Linked DNA regions of Sus scrofa: region 2 is linked to region 1. A link is a contact called in public promoter capture Hi-C data. All regions are on one chromosome and are shown on one strand. The core of a region is the stretch at or near the end of the contact, and the rest is flanking DNA. Distances in the headings are between cores, read along the strand shown. Region 1 holds the start of PNPLA2 (patatin like phospholipase domain containing 2). Region 2 holds the start of MOB2 (MOB kinase activator 2).

The links. Promoter capture Hi-C pulls out the DNA fragments that hold promoters and counts their contacts.
Region 2: a contact with region 1 is called in a promoter capture Hi-C map of liver, with 7 times the contacts expected there. The contact joins the promoter of MOB2 here to the promoter of PNPLA2 in region 1. A contact is called at or near these places in 1 of 5 promoter capture datasets (liver), 1 of 47 Hi-C or Micro-C datasets (embryonic fibroblasts) and 1 of 2 datasets of contacts at active chromatin or transcription factors (alveolar macrophages).

The regions. Positions count from the first base shown.
Region 1 is chr2:510,366-516,913 of Sscrofa11.1, reverse strand. It overlaps PNPLA2 (patatin like phospholipase domain containing 2), which reads right to left and starts at 3,677. Exons shown (of 9, transcript NM_001098605.1): 1 at 3,491-3,677; 2 at 1,489-1,721; 3 at 1,335-1,400; 4 at 805-1,014; 5 at 553-613; 6 at 267-443; 7 at 55-187. The coding sequence starts at 3,677.
Region 2 is chr2:989,729-997,168 of Sscrofa11.1, reverse strand. MOB2 (MOB kinase activator 2) reads left to right here and starts at 3,495. Exons shown (of 5, transcript XM_021082597.1): 1 at 3,495-3,596. The coding sequence starts at 3,580.

The DNA.
Region 1 (6,548 bases), core at 2,428-4,927:
TCCCTGGGGTGCCCACGACTCGGGGGGTCCCAAGGGCCCTCCCCCGGCCCGCACCGGACGGTGAAGGACACGGCGCTCTCCAGCGGCAGCGTGTAGGGCACCATCATGGCTGTGGCCAGACGCACGGGCAGCAGGTTGGACAGGGTGCTCAGCAGGTCCGTGGGCTCCATGCAGGCCTCCAGCAGGGCTGTGGGTGGGGTGGCAGGTCAGTCAGGGAGCTGCAGCCAGGGCCCCCCTCCTTGACGCCACCCGCCCGCCCCACCCACCGTCATTGAGCCTCGAGGGCAGGTGCTCCAGGATGCTATCACTTGTGGGCAGCTGCAAGGGCTCCTTGGCTCCGGCCCTCTCCTCGGCCACCTCGGCCTTCGGGGCATCTTCCTCCTCGGGGGCACGGGGGCAGGCGGGAGGCAGCGCCAGCAAGGGGTTGGGCCGGTTCAGGAGGCCTGGGTCGGGAGGACCAGACAGGCCATCAGTGCACCGAGGCCGGCTGGCCCCCAGGGCACAGCTGTGCAGCGCCCACCCCCCGGGGCGGAAGGGGCAGCCGCTACGCACCGTTCCGCCGCAGGAAGCGCAGGCCGTCCCTGTAACCCTGCTTGCACATCTCTCGAAGCACCTGAGGCAGGGGGTGCAGACACTGGGGTGGGCAGGAGAGCCCTGTTCTGCAAACTCCGCCCCCCACCAGCAGTTAACTGGATCTGGGACCAGACCCAGGTCGAACAGAGGCTGGAGCGGTTGCGCAGGCCGTAGCCCGCAGAGGCCCCCCAGGCATGGCGCCAGGTGCCCGGCAAGGAGGGCAGGGCTCACCAGGGGCTCGGGCGGGAACAGGGCCTTGGAGAGGCGGTAGAGGTTGCGCAGGCTGAACTGGATGCTGGTGTTGGTGACGCGGAGCTCGTGGATGTTGGTGGAGCTGTCCTGCGGGCAGATGTCGCTCTCGCCCGAGAAGGGGGACACGGTGATGGTGCTCTTGAGTTCGTAGAGAGGCAGGTTGTCTGAGATGCCACCGTCCACGTAGCGCTGTGGAGGGACGCAGGGCCCACGTGAGGGGCCTGCCAGGGAGCCGCAGGCGCCCCGAGCCACCTCGGGTCCCCCCGGCGGCCTTTTCACTTGGCCCTTCCATCCGCTGGGCACTGGCCGCGGAGCGGATGGCCAGAGGCAGGGTGGGGACAGCCACAGGAAATACGCCTCTGCGCAGGGCTGGCCCGGCTCTTGAGCAACTCCGGCGCAGTGAGGCAACGGGCATGGCAGGAGGGCGGGGGCTCAGACGGCGTTCCCGCCCCCTCGTCCCACCGCCCACACACCGCGCCGCCCGGGTCCTCCAGCACCGGGGCGCTTACCTCGCCCTGGAGAGCAGGTGGAATGAGGCCGCAGTACACGGGAATGAAGGTGCTGCAGACGTTGGCCTGCGGGACAGGGAGGGGGCGGTGAGCGGGCCCGCGGCTCCCCCCAGCCCCGCGCCCCGCGCCCGCAGCGCGGCACCCTGGCACCCACCTGGATGAGCTCCTCCCTGGCGGCGAAGCGGGTTATGATGACATTTTCGCCGTCGGAGACGCGGGTCAGGGAGATGCCCAGGCGGCCGCTGGCCCGCTCGTGGCTGTCGGCGGGCAGGATTTTCACCAGGCAGCCACGGATGGTCTTCACCAGGTTGAAGGAGGGGTGCAGTGGGCCCAAGAACCGCTTCCGGGCCTCCTTCGACACCTCGATGATGCTGGCGCCAGTATCACCTGGAGCGGCAGGGCCACGATTCAGGGGTCGGCACTTGGGGCGCAGCACACTCCCCAGGGGCCGTGTCCTGGCTCTACGGCACAGAGCCTCGCAGCAACCCTATCTACCCCGACGGTTCTCAGTGTCTGCCAGGGGCCTGGCCCACAACTGAGACTTTTGCCCCTGGCTCCTGGGGAGAGAGGGGCTCCCAGAAGGGCAGACAGCTGGGGCCACGGCCTGCCCTCTGCCAGTATTTCCCAACTGCCTGCCCTGATCCACAAGGCACTGGGCCTGGCCAGACGTGGCACCCAGCCCACCCTGGAAGCGTAGAAGAAGAGCCTCAGCCCTGACCAGCCTCAGCCTTCACCCCCTTGGTCGGATGGACATTCAGAGACCCCAGTGCAGCTCAGTGGTCCCAAAGGCCCAGGGACACAAGGGTGGGCATCGCAGGCCTCTGATGCCACGGAAAGCACGACTGGATCCCACTGCAGCTGAGAGCAGGCTGCTCCCCGAAACTCCTTCTGGGGGCCCGTGGGCACTAGCCCAGGACGAAGCCCAAGGGGGAGCCGGTGGGCCTTGAGGAGGAGCTGAGGACAGCGCCCTCCTCCAGGACTCTCAGCTGGCTCAGGAGTGGGGCAGCGTGGGGCCAACACCTGCCCCGCTGTGGGAGCTCCAGCTGCCCCAAAACCCCTCCCACTCGAGAGAAAGAGGTTCCTTGGGAGTGGGAAGGGGCGGAGCCATGGGAGCAATGTCCTCAACTGGGTACCAAGGACCTAGGGTGTGCTGAGGCCAGCATGGGGTTAGACAAACACTTGCCTGAGGGCCTCCATGAGAGGAAGGGGCAGGCCCACAGTGGCGAATTCCCAGGTACCACGGATGTTGAGCTATGCTCCTTCCCCCCCACCCAGGGCCGCGGTCACGGCAGGGGGCAGGGGAGAACCCTGGACGGCTCGGCTGGGCGAGGCATTCCAGAAGCTAATGACTCCTCTGTCACTTTGGCTGCCCTAGCAGGCTGGGGGCCGGGCAGCATTCCCAGGACTCCTGAAATACTCCGTGTGCTGTAAACACCACCGTCAGCAGCTTGCCGGAAGTGTGTGGGTGGAGGAAGCCGACCCCAGGGTTGCAACGTCCTAAAGCACCTCTCACCCCACGGAGCAGGCAAAAATGCCGGGCCACGGCTGCAGGCCCAGGCCCAGAGTGGCCGTGGGCAAGGAGGGAGAGAGCGTGAGCGCTTGCGCCTGCCGTGCCCAGGCCTGACCTGCTGGCTCTTCCTCTAGGGGCCCTCGCGAGGCACCAGGCCACAGTGCCCAGACGCCTCTGCAGAGGCCAACCCCACACCCGACTGCGGGGCCTCGGCATCCTGGAATGGCGTAGCCTTTGGACACAGTGACCGCTGGCACCCGGTCTGATGCCCGGCGCAGGAGGACGACCTGGGCCCCTCCCGGACTCTCACGGCCCCGCCCAGGAGCTACTTTCTTTTCCAATGAAATCGCTTGTGCTGAACCTGCCCGCCCCTCAACCTTTGCACTAGAGAGGTGGGCCCTAGGCGGCAGTCTCGGCCGAGAGAGGGCCGGCCCTACCCCAATCCCGGGGCACTCTCGAAGCAAAACAAGTCAGGCCCCGCCCCTGGCCGGCTCCGGCGATTGGATCCTCGGCCCGGGCAGAGACCCTTCCCGCAGCCCCCGCGGCCCGGCCCGTTGTCCTGTACGGACGGATGGGGGGCGGTCCACGCTCACAAAAGCATCCGCGCGGCCTCTGCCCGCCCCACGCCCCCGCCGTCCCGACTCACCCAGGCAGACCCCGGTAACCAGGGCCGTGGCCACGAGCGCCCCAGCCGAGGCGCCGTAGATGTGCTTGGCGTTGGCCACTAGGAAGGGCGCGTGCTCGCGGAGACAGGAGGCCACGCCGACGTGGTAGACGCCGAGGAAGCCGCAACCCGCGAACGAGATGTTCCACGTCGTCTCTTTGGGGAACATCGCGGCAGCCCGCGGGCCTCCGGGGCTCCGCAGGCGGCCGGCCCCGCTGTGCACCGTGCGCTCGCCGCTCGCTCTGGAGCCGAAGCCAGACCCGGCCCACCGGCCCCGCGGTCTCTCCGGCCCCGCGGTCTCTCTGGCTCCCGGTCTCCGCCGGCGCAGTCGGAGACGCTGCGCCGGGAGGCGGTGATTTTAGAGGGGGGCGGGGCGGAGCCGACACGCGCGGCCCAATCGGGGCGCGCGGGGAACGGCCGCGCCTCGGCGGGGGCCCTGGAGCCCCGCCCCCGGCCCCAAGGCTCCGCCCCTGGCCGGACCTCGGCCCGGAGACCACGCCCCACCCCGGAAGCCTAGCTCCGCTCAGAGATGCTGCCCCCGGCCCCTCCCGCCCCTGCCCGGGCCACTGGGTCCGGAGACGGGGCACCTGCGGCCCCACCAAAAGAATTGGCCAGGCTCAGACGAGAGTTTACGTTACGCCTCAGGCCTCCCAGTGCCGTCCCTTCCCGCCTTGGCTCCCGCCGTCGTGGACGACGGAAGGGAACACACGATGGCAGAGCTGTGACGATTGGCGGGCCCAGGCCCTGGACACCCAGTCTGAGGGACTGAGAGCTAGTGCCAAGCTGGCTAACCGCGAGAGGAGGGCCCCGGCACCTGGACAGCACCGCCCCCTCCCTCTAAGGGTCTGCCTACAACACCCACCCAGGGAGTGAGGAGCCTTGCGGGGTTGGGGGGTCCGGGGAGACTGAGGACCCTCAGACTCATCCACAGACTGACCCAGAAACATACAGGGCGGCACTCGAATCACACATGCAACTTGTAGAGATGACGATGGCGCCACACACCTACACTCGACGTCCCCGCCTTGCTCTGCCTGTGGCAGCCAGGTTAGTGCCACAGCCCTTCTACCTGGGCACCAACCTGGGTTGCTCTTGCCTCCCACCCCAGCTCCTCCTCCGGCTGTGGGGTCTAGGAGGGGCCGACTCAGACCTTGCCCTTCCAGCACTAATGGCCCGGCAGCTGGAGGCCTCCCAGTGCTGTCACCCTCCCCACCGCATGTTCCTCCTGGACTGTGGGGCAGTCCTAGCCTCACTTGGATCCTTGGGCCAGCTCTGCGCCCTACCCCGCCCCCCAAGCAAGGGGCTTGTCTCCGCTGGGTTAGTGGGGAGCTGGTCTGTCTACCCAGCAGCGCACGTGCCACAGGAGGCTCAGGACCCAGCTGTGCCAGGGCTGCAGCTTGGGGCTGCCCCCCATCCAGGCCCAGAAACCAGAGCAGGACCTCCCCAGAACAGGGTGGTCTGAGGTCATGCCAGGCGGCACTCAGTCTCTGTGCTCTAAGCCACCCACACTTAGCACCCAGCGTGCCTGGTACGGGACCAAGAGTGAACAAGATCAAGACAAACCGGGCCCTCCCTCGGGGCGGGGTGGGGCAGTGGGAGAGAAATCAGAGAAAGACCGAGTAGTGTTCCCGGTTGTCCTGGAAAGGGCACGGGGCCACCCCTGCAACCGGACACAGGTGGGAGAACTGAGGAGAGGGGGGCTTGGGCCTGGGTGCTGGGAAAGGGGAAGGCAGGCCCGGCAAGGAATTTGACTTAGAATCCCCAGATGCTTTGGATGGAGGTGCTGTACAGTGGGAGCGGCCCGCCAAGGTGACTGAGCGCTTGGGAAGGCTGCTGGAGGCAGCAGGGAACAGGGGTGTTGACACAGTGGGGGTGGAGCAGATGCCCAAGGCCCCCCTCCAAGTCCAGGGAGTCACCAGGGAGCCTCGAGGAAGAGCCGGGTGGAGTTCCCATTGTGGCTCAGCGGTTAACAATCCGACTAGGAACAATGAGGTTGCAGTTCCATCCCTGGCTTTGCTCAGCGGGTTAAGGATCCGGCATTGCCGTGATCTGTGGCGTAGGTTGCAGATGCAGCTCGGATCCCGAGTGGCTGCGGCTCTGGCGTAGGCCGGTGGCTACAGCTCCAATTAGACCCCTAGCCTGGGAACCTCCATGTGAGGTGGGAGCAGCCCTAGAAGAGGCAAAGACAAAAAAAAAAAAAAAAAAAGGAGCCAGGAACCTAAGAAGACCCGCCCCTTACCCACTCAAGGAGAGGCCAGGGTCCCCTCCCTGCTTCCAGGGACTGCGAGGCCTGGGAGGGCAACGCTGTTCCAGTGGAGGACCTCTGCTCCAGTTTCTGTACCCTGGCTGAACTGTTTTGGGGACGTCCCTCCCTCCTGGGACTGTGTGCTCCGGAGCCAGGAACAGGGCAGCCCTTCCTGGAATCCTGGCTGGGGTGGGAGGACCTGCCCCCTCCTTTCACCCCATGAGAAACCCTGGTGTCTGATGACTGCCAGGCAGGGGTCATGCCTGTTATGGACAGCACAGTGTCCTCTGGCCACACAAGACCCAAGGCAGAGATGCTGCCCTCTGCTGCTGGACCCTGGATCCACTCCTCTGCCCTAGCCTCGGACCACAGCCCCTTGCCAGCTGTGCTCCTGGCAGCCATAACCCCACTCAGACGGTTCCTCTTGCAGCCCACACTGCTAGGACCCCCACAGTGGTCCCCACCACCCCATCCTGCTCCCCACTCCTCTGGGAAACACAAGGGGCTTAGGCCTTCTTTCCCTCCATCCCATGACTCTTGCCCTGGAACCTCTCCCCGAGAGAGCCCCCCTCCACCCCACTGTCCCGTAGACAAGTCCTTCAGTGCTGTGGCCTAACCCTCGGTACGTGTAACACCCTCCCCCCGCAGCCTTCAGAGAGGGCAAAGCTGAGCATCTACCGGGCAGCCTGGCACCCACTGGTCGGCAAGGGGCACAAGGCCCAGAAACCTGACAACAGCTGCAGGGCCAGAAAGATGCCCAGGCAGAGAACGGGAACAGGAGGGCCTCTGCCCCAC
Region 2 (7,440 bases), core at 2,246-4,745, 480 kb before region 1:
TTTCTTTCTTCCTTTTTTTTTTTTTTTTTTTTGGTCTTTTGGTCTTTTTAGGGCCTTACCAGCAGCACATGGAAATTTCCAGGCTAGGGGTCAAATCAGAGCTACAGCCGCCGGCCTACACCACAGCCACAGCAACACGGGATCTGAGCTGCATCTGCGACCTACATTACAACTCATGGCAACGCCAGATCCTTAACCCACTGAGCGAGGCCAGGGATCGAACGCGAAACCTCATGGTTCCTAGTCGGATTCACTTCCGCTGCGCCACGACGGAACTCCGCTTACCACTTTCTCACGCATTGTGTCTTTATTTCATTGACTATCTGCTCCCACTCATCTGTTCTGTCCACTGCTGCATCGCCAGCACCTACAGAGTCCTAGCACACAGCTGGCGCTCGATCCTTATTTGCCAAGCGGATGGATGAGTGGAAAGAAGGAAGGCCCACGTGGAAGACCACAGTTCCGCCTCCTTGCCAAAGCAGCCGACCGCAAGCAGAACTGACTCTCCAGGGAAGTCACAGCGGTTGGTGCCCCCGCCAGGGACCTGAAAGGTGCAGAGGGCAGGGTTCTTGCCACGTTCCATTTCACCCACACTTGTTCTCTGGGCAGGAGACAGAGGCGTGTCGGCGAATGGCAGTGGGTGATCTCAAGTTTAAGGCCACGGGGAGTCCAACCGCAGCTGCCTTTCCAGATGTGGTGCCCTTCGGGGCAGCTGTTCCTCAGCTGAGAGCAGGCAACTGCTCCTCCCCACACCCCAGAGACCGAGAAGACCAGGAGCAGCAGGCTGCCCTTGCCAAGGGCAGGGGGGGTGCCTCCACCGTGGCTGTCCAGGCAGAATCTGATTTTCTTAGGGTATCACCCCGTTCCATTACGCAGACGACGTCCCACTGAGAGGCCGTGGGGCCCGGGACCCGTGATGCTCTAGACACTAAAATCACATCCACGCTTGTCAAAGGGGTAGACGCTGGGACACTTTAGGAACTTGCCACAACCAGGTGAGACTTTGGGGCCTCAGTCACCCGGGAGTGTCCAGACCTCCCTCCGCGCGAAGGACAAGTTATTATACCTGGAGCGCCTCCCATGAGGCAGATCACCTACGTTTTGATGGGCGTATCAATTAAGTAATAGAAACTGGAAAGGCAGCGACTTCAGATTTCTTCCATTTGGAGGGAAGTCCAGCAGGGTAAGCCACCAGCAGCATTGTCACTGCGGTGGCTCAGGTGGCTCTTGCAGCGCAGGTTCAATCCCTGGTCCCAGAATTTCCATATGCTGTAGGCATGGCAAAAAAAAAAAAATCTTCCATTAAAAGAAGTCCAGAGGTAAGTCGTTCAGGACTGCCGTGGAGGTTCCAGAGTTTCCAGCAGGATCTGACATTCTTTCCCTCTTTCTGCTCTGCCGTCGCTACTACGTCTCGTGGTCCGAGACAGCTGCAGAAACTCTAGGTATGGTTTTTCCTTTATCAGCAGGAACCAGAAGACCAGGCCGGGGGCAGGCTGGGAGCAAGGACCGAAACGATTTCCTGGAAGCCGCTGGACCACTTCTATGTACACCTTGTTGGCCACGGTCTACATGGGGAGCTGGGGAGAAGGAGGAGGAGGAAGATGCAGGAAGAAAAGCTCTGAGCACCGGGTAGGTGACTTGTCACCTCTGAGCAGTGTGCACGGGATGGACTGGTCTCATCCAGAGAGCAAGAGACCCGCGGCCATGCCAGCTCTGAACGTGCCCCAGATGGAAAAGAAGATTTAGCCGAGGCTGCACTACAAGCCGTGCTATCACTTGGCACTTACAACTCAGCGGATCCAGGGGTGCTTGGCGGAGGCTGTGGCAGCTCTAACAGACGGCGAGACAGGAGGCCCCAGGCTTTTGGAGCAAAGCCACATCCTCTTACAAAATAAATCATGATTCTTGAAGATGCGAGTGTCGGCTTGCCCCTGGGCTCCACCTCAGACCATACACGAGACCAGGGGCCATCTCCTGTCTATGTGATCCGAACTGCCCATTGTGGACTGGCTGACACGCAGCCATAAAGTGGGGTGTGCCCCGCAGTAAACCGCCACCGAGGGGAAGGCGGATGGACCTTGAGCACAGGTAAGTTGCCTGAGCTGGTGCGTCGCCCTCCCAACATGCCGAGTCACAGCTCCCTGCTTCCCCATCTCCAGCCTCAACCTGTGACCTCCTGAAGTTTCTTATGACATTATTATTCCCGTGACACGAACAAAGCACCCGAGTCACAGGGACAGTGAGTACGTGGAGGAGCAGGGACCTGAAGCCCAGGCCACCAAGGGGACGTGGGATCACTGGTGGTGGGGCAGAGAAGGATGGTGCACCTGGGGGACAGCAGCTGGATGCAGGCGGGGTCCCCCAGGGCTCGCATTCCTCGGGGGGATGGTTAGGGCCATTGTCCCGGGGAGAAATACAAGCCAAGGAGTGAGGAGTGGGTGGTTACAGGCAAAGGCATGCATCTCAGCCCCGGCCACCTGCCCAGTTCTAGAGGTAAGGCCCCTGGCCTGCGTCTGCGTGCCGTTCCTGTCTGAATTAGTACATGTGAAATGAGTCCCCTCGTTCTTTGTCTTTCCTCACTGTTTTATCTCAGGTGGTCCAGTGTGCAGTGTCCCCCCCCCACCGTGAGCTTCCCAATCACAGGGGCAGTAAAGGGGGCAAGGAGCTCTCTCTGCCTCTGGCACTGGCCGAAGAGACTCAGGGTGGGCCTTGGAGGGGCAGGCCAAGGGCCCCACGATGGCAGCATGTCATTGCATTCCAAGCTCTGGATCCCGGATCCTCGTTCTCAGCCTGCGGCTCCTGCCGGCGGATGGAGATGGCTCCTGTGCTTCCCTGCAGAGGCAGCAGAGGCTCAGCCCTTTCTTTCGGGAAGGAAGCTGCCCTGGCAGATTTCTGTTTGCCTCACTGGCCGTCACCACCTCCGGCCCTGGTTGCTGTCGGGGAGGCTGGATGACGAGGTGTCACCTGCTGGTCTCCACCACCGAGGGAGCAGGACAGCGGGGCTCTCGGGTCACGGGAGAGGCCACTGGGAAGGCTGCCGGCCTGGGAGGTTCTCCAGTTCTGCAGGCCGTGCTGGGAGCACCCCAGTACTGTCCTGCGTTCCTTTCACCTGAACCTTTCTGTGCTGGGCACGGACAGCTCAGCCTTCCCGGGCCTGGAGAGCAGGCCAGGTGGCAGGAGGGGACCCCGAGGAGAGGGGAGGGGCTGCTTCCCTCTGGAGAGATGGGGCAGCCAGGCCGGAGGGGACAGCCGCGGTGTGTGTGTTTTGGGGGGGGCAGTCTGGGTGTGGGCGGACAGCCAGAGTGCAGGGGGAACATCCCCCGTGGTGACGGGCCAGCCACATTCGGGCTCCGGCGGGCAGGCGGGGCCGGGGGCGGCCCGACGAGGCGGCAGGGCTGCCGGGGCCGCCGGGACTACATTTCCCAGCAGGCCGCGCGCCTCACGTCACTTCCGGCGGCGTCCGCGGCGCGCGTGTGGGAGTGAGTGAGCGAGTGTTTACTTCCGGCCGCCGCCGCCGCCGCCGCCGCGGGCTGAGGGCCGAGCGAGTCGGGCGGCGGGCGCGGCGGGCCCCGCGCAGCCATGGACTGGCTCATGGGGTGAGTCGGGCGGCCGGGCGGCCGGGCGGGCCGGGCCGCGGGAGGGGCTGCGGGGCGCGCCGCGGGCGGCCCGGGTCAAGGGCATTGGGCCGGGCGGAGCGGGCTGGGCCGGCGAGGGGCGTCCGGGGGTCGGGCGCGGGGCCGCGGCTCCTGGGAGCGGGGCCGGGGGCCGGGCCAGGAGCGGGACCGCGTCCGGCCTGCAGCTCGGGCGGCGCGCGGAGCCGCCGGTCCGGAGCCGGCGCAGGGCAGGCGGCCACACCTCGCCGCTGGGTGTCGGGCGGCGGGGGAGGTCGGACGGGGCTGCTCTCGCCGGGCGCTGCGGGGAACGAGCTTCTGGAAGAAATAACTTTGACGTTGGCGCAGAACAGTTCCGTAAGAGCGAGGAAAAGCGGCGCAACAACCCAGCTGTGTCGACGCGTCGGCCAGGGCGAGGTTGGTGTCCCCCGCGGGCGGCCGGCCGCAGGGCGGAGTAGGAAGGAAGCATCAGCACCGGAGCCCGGGCTGGGCTCTCTCTCCGTCGGCTTTTGTGTTTCGCTGGCTGGGAGTTAGGTAAACATGTAAAACGTCACGTCGTCTTCCAATAGTCGTTCTGCCTAAAACGATCCTTTTTGTTTTTTTAAACTTTTCGCGGATGGGAAAGGGCCGGCGCTGTTCACCAGCAGCGTGGGCCGTCTCCATCGGTAGCTAGCTCCGACTCGAACAGCACCCTGGGGAGTGCTGGAGTCAGGTTCGTTCCTCCAGTGGCCCGAGGTGGCTGTTTTGTGGTCTTCGGGCAGGTGCAAGGGCTTGTCTAGACCCTGAAGTCCTGGAAGGGAGGTGAAAGGTCCGGGGTGTGTTTCTGCCTCTGTCCGGCCCTTGCAGGTGTAGACGGAGTGGAGGGTGCTGTCAGGAGAGCCAGGGAGGTGAATGAACCCACCCCCGCCTGCAGGTTCAGTCCGGGAGGGGTGTGGAAGCAGCATGGGGGGAGAATCAGGAGGCCAGAGAAAGGCGCTGAGTGTGGTGGGGCGGGCCTAGAGCCAGAGCGCGGGGTCAGGGCAGCGTGTGGGTGATGCAGGGGCCAGCAAGGCGCAGCACCGCTCCTCTCGCTTCTTGTAGGGCCATCCCAGCCTTATCACATTCGCTGTGTGACTTTAGGTGGTCCGTGCTTCACCAGACCTGCTTTTCAGAAGTCGTCTGGGAGGCGGAAGTTCTGGTCCCTGCAGCTGGCGCCGGGAAGGATACACTGAAGCGACAGAGAAGGGCGTTTGGCCCGGTGCTCGGCAGTGGTGGGTGTGGCTGCGGCCAGTAAGGAGAGGTGTTTGTAGGCCTTTGTAACCCACAGGCACCCAGAGTTGAGGGCAGAGAGCAGCGTTTGCCTTCTTTTGAGTCGCAGACACTTGCTTTCTGCCTTTATCAGGAGGGAGTGAGCTGGGGACAGCCTGGCCTTCTTGCGAGTCTTTCAGAGGAGCCGACTGTTGACTGGCCATGTTGAATTCGCAGGGCTTTGTGTCGGGAGGACCAGCCAGAAGGACCAGCCTGATGAGCTGGGTGGCTGAGGGAGCAGCCTCTTTTGTCTGCATGGGATGCTTATGTGCTCTTGTCCACATGGAGTGGGTACCCTGTCCCTGGAAACTGCCCGGCAGTAGGTTTTTAAAGCGACCGAGGTCTGTGCTGTGGACTTTTACTGTCGTCCCTGTGAACAACCGGTGATGAGCTCAGCCTGGCTTCCAAGGGTCTGATTCTTGAGGCCCTTGTCAAGACTTTGGCAACCAGGCAGTCGTCTGGGCAAGGTCAGCGGAGCCCTGACTTCCCCGTGCTGTGGAGGCTGCTCCTGGTGTTGGAGGAAGGCAGCTTGAAAGGGGCAAGGCTGGGAGTGGCCGCTGTGGCCTCTGGGAGGCAAGAGCCGTCCCCGCTGCCCGGCTGTGATGTGGGCAGTCCCCAGAGGATCTGGGGGTCCCAGAAGGGTTAGGCTGGCGTTTGGTCGTCTCTGGGCATGTGTTTTTAAATGTAGTGAGGTTGCATAGTGGACTCTGTGAGTCATGAGTTCTTTAACGCCCCCGAAGTGGTGTAATCTCAGCAGTCGGGTTCTCATCTTCTCGAGACCTCGTTTCCAGGGTGGTGTCGCGGGACCCTAGAGCTGGGAAGGCCCAGGTGTCCCTCTGTCCCTCCCGTGTTTGCTGAGCATCTGCAGTGAAGGATGAGGATCTCGAGGCCCAGACTGCACGGCTGCAGAGGGAGTGAGCGGCAGAGGCCGGGCCTCCCACTCTGGCTCACCCCTCACCCCACCCGGCCCCCGAGAGGGGCACGGAGCCAGCCAGGGGCGTGGGAAGGCGCTTGCACCTGCCGGCCGCCTTTGACCTGCTCAGTGCTGGGCCTCAGATGCCCGTTCACCTTTTAGCCAGGTTTCAGCCTGGAAGAATTGAGGAAATGCCTCTTTTTTTTTTTTTTTTTTTTTTTACTGTTTCTTGAGATTTTTATTAAGGTTGTCTGGAGTATATTCCTCTTTTAAACGTTTTTTGTTTTTTTTTTTCAAAGAAAAAGTTTCTTTGCATCAGTTCATCTCAGGTGGCAAAGCATGGACTCAGCTGTAGTGGCAAAGGGTGCTCCCTCCCCTCCTCCTCTGATCCCTGTCACACCCGGAGAACTGAGAACGGTTTACAGATGTGCCAGCAAAGCCCCATCTTCCCTGCCCCCGAAAGGGCTCTGCTGAGTAATGCTGGCCGCCTTATCTTGGGCCGGGCCTGCTGGGTCCGAGGGAGGGGAGCTCCTGCAGGAAACCTGCTCGGGAAGCCGGAAGTAAGCCAGCAGGTCTCAGCCTGCTGCCGGCCTCCGCCGCCTTCCTGGGGGAGAGTCTGGCGGGGGCAGCTCGCGGCCGCCTGCGCCCTCTCGCCGGCCGGGCCTCGGGTGGGCGTTGCGCTGGCTGCCGGAGGAGGCGTGTGACCTTTTGCAAAAGTCACTCTGACTCGGAAGAGGTTTCCACGCCACGTGCGGGTCGCCTCTTTTGTCCTCGGCTCTCCCTCTGGACAGCGGATGACAGAGTGGCCCTGGCACCCTTGACGCCGGGAAGGACGTGAGCCCCGGAGCCGGGGAGCGCGGGCCTTTAGGGGGAAGGTCGTCCTTAAGGGTGCGCGGTGCGGCCTGTGCTCCGTTTCCTCTGCGGGCATCCGGGCAGCGGAGAGGAAGCCGCCGGCCCGGGTGGGGCCGCAGGTCAAGCGTGCAGGGGCCTGGGCCCGGGACCCTCCCAGAGCCCCCTGCCCGGCGGGCGGATGAGGCGGCCTGAGCTGTTGGCTGGAACTTTGCAGCCCTGGCGGCGGAGACGAACATCCGGCCTGGCAGCGCTGCCATACGGAGGCCAGCACTCGGAAGGGCTGAGCGGCCGTGGTCACTGCCCCCGCGGGCGCCGGCCCGGCCCGACCCCTCGCTCTCGCCCTCGCTCGGTCTCACCTGGGGACCCGACCCCGAGCGCTTGGCCTGAGCTCGCCTGCGTCCTGGGCTTCCTTTTAACGGCCTCGTCGAGGTGTACGTTCCGTGCTGTAAAGCCGCCGTGCTTCAAGCGTCCAATTAAGTGATTTTTTTTAGCAAAATTACAGGGTTGCGTGACCGTCCCTGCGGCTTAGGTGGGAACGTGGCCGTCATCCTGGAAGGGACCCTCGTGCCGTTTTCACCCTGTTCCCACCCCTCCGCGGGTGACCCCTGATTTGTTCTCTGCCTCTGCGGATGTGCCTGTTGTGGGCATTTCTCGCGGCACCCGAGTGGGATCACCGCACGTGGTCTTTCGTGGCTGGTCCACCCGGGCTGCCCCTTGTATCTGCGGTTCCTTGGTGCCTTGATGGTCTGTCGTGTGATGTCCCCGTCCTCTCTCGTG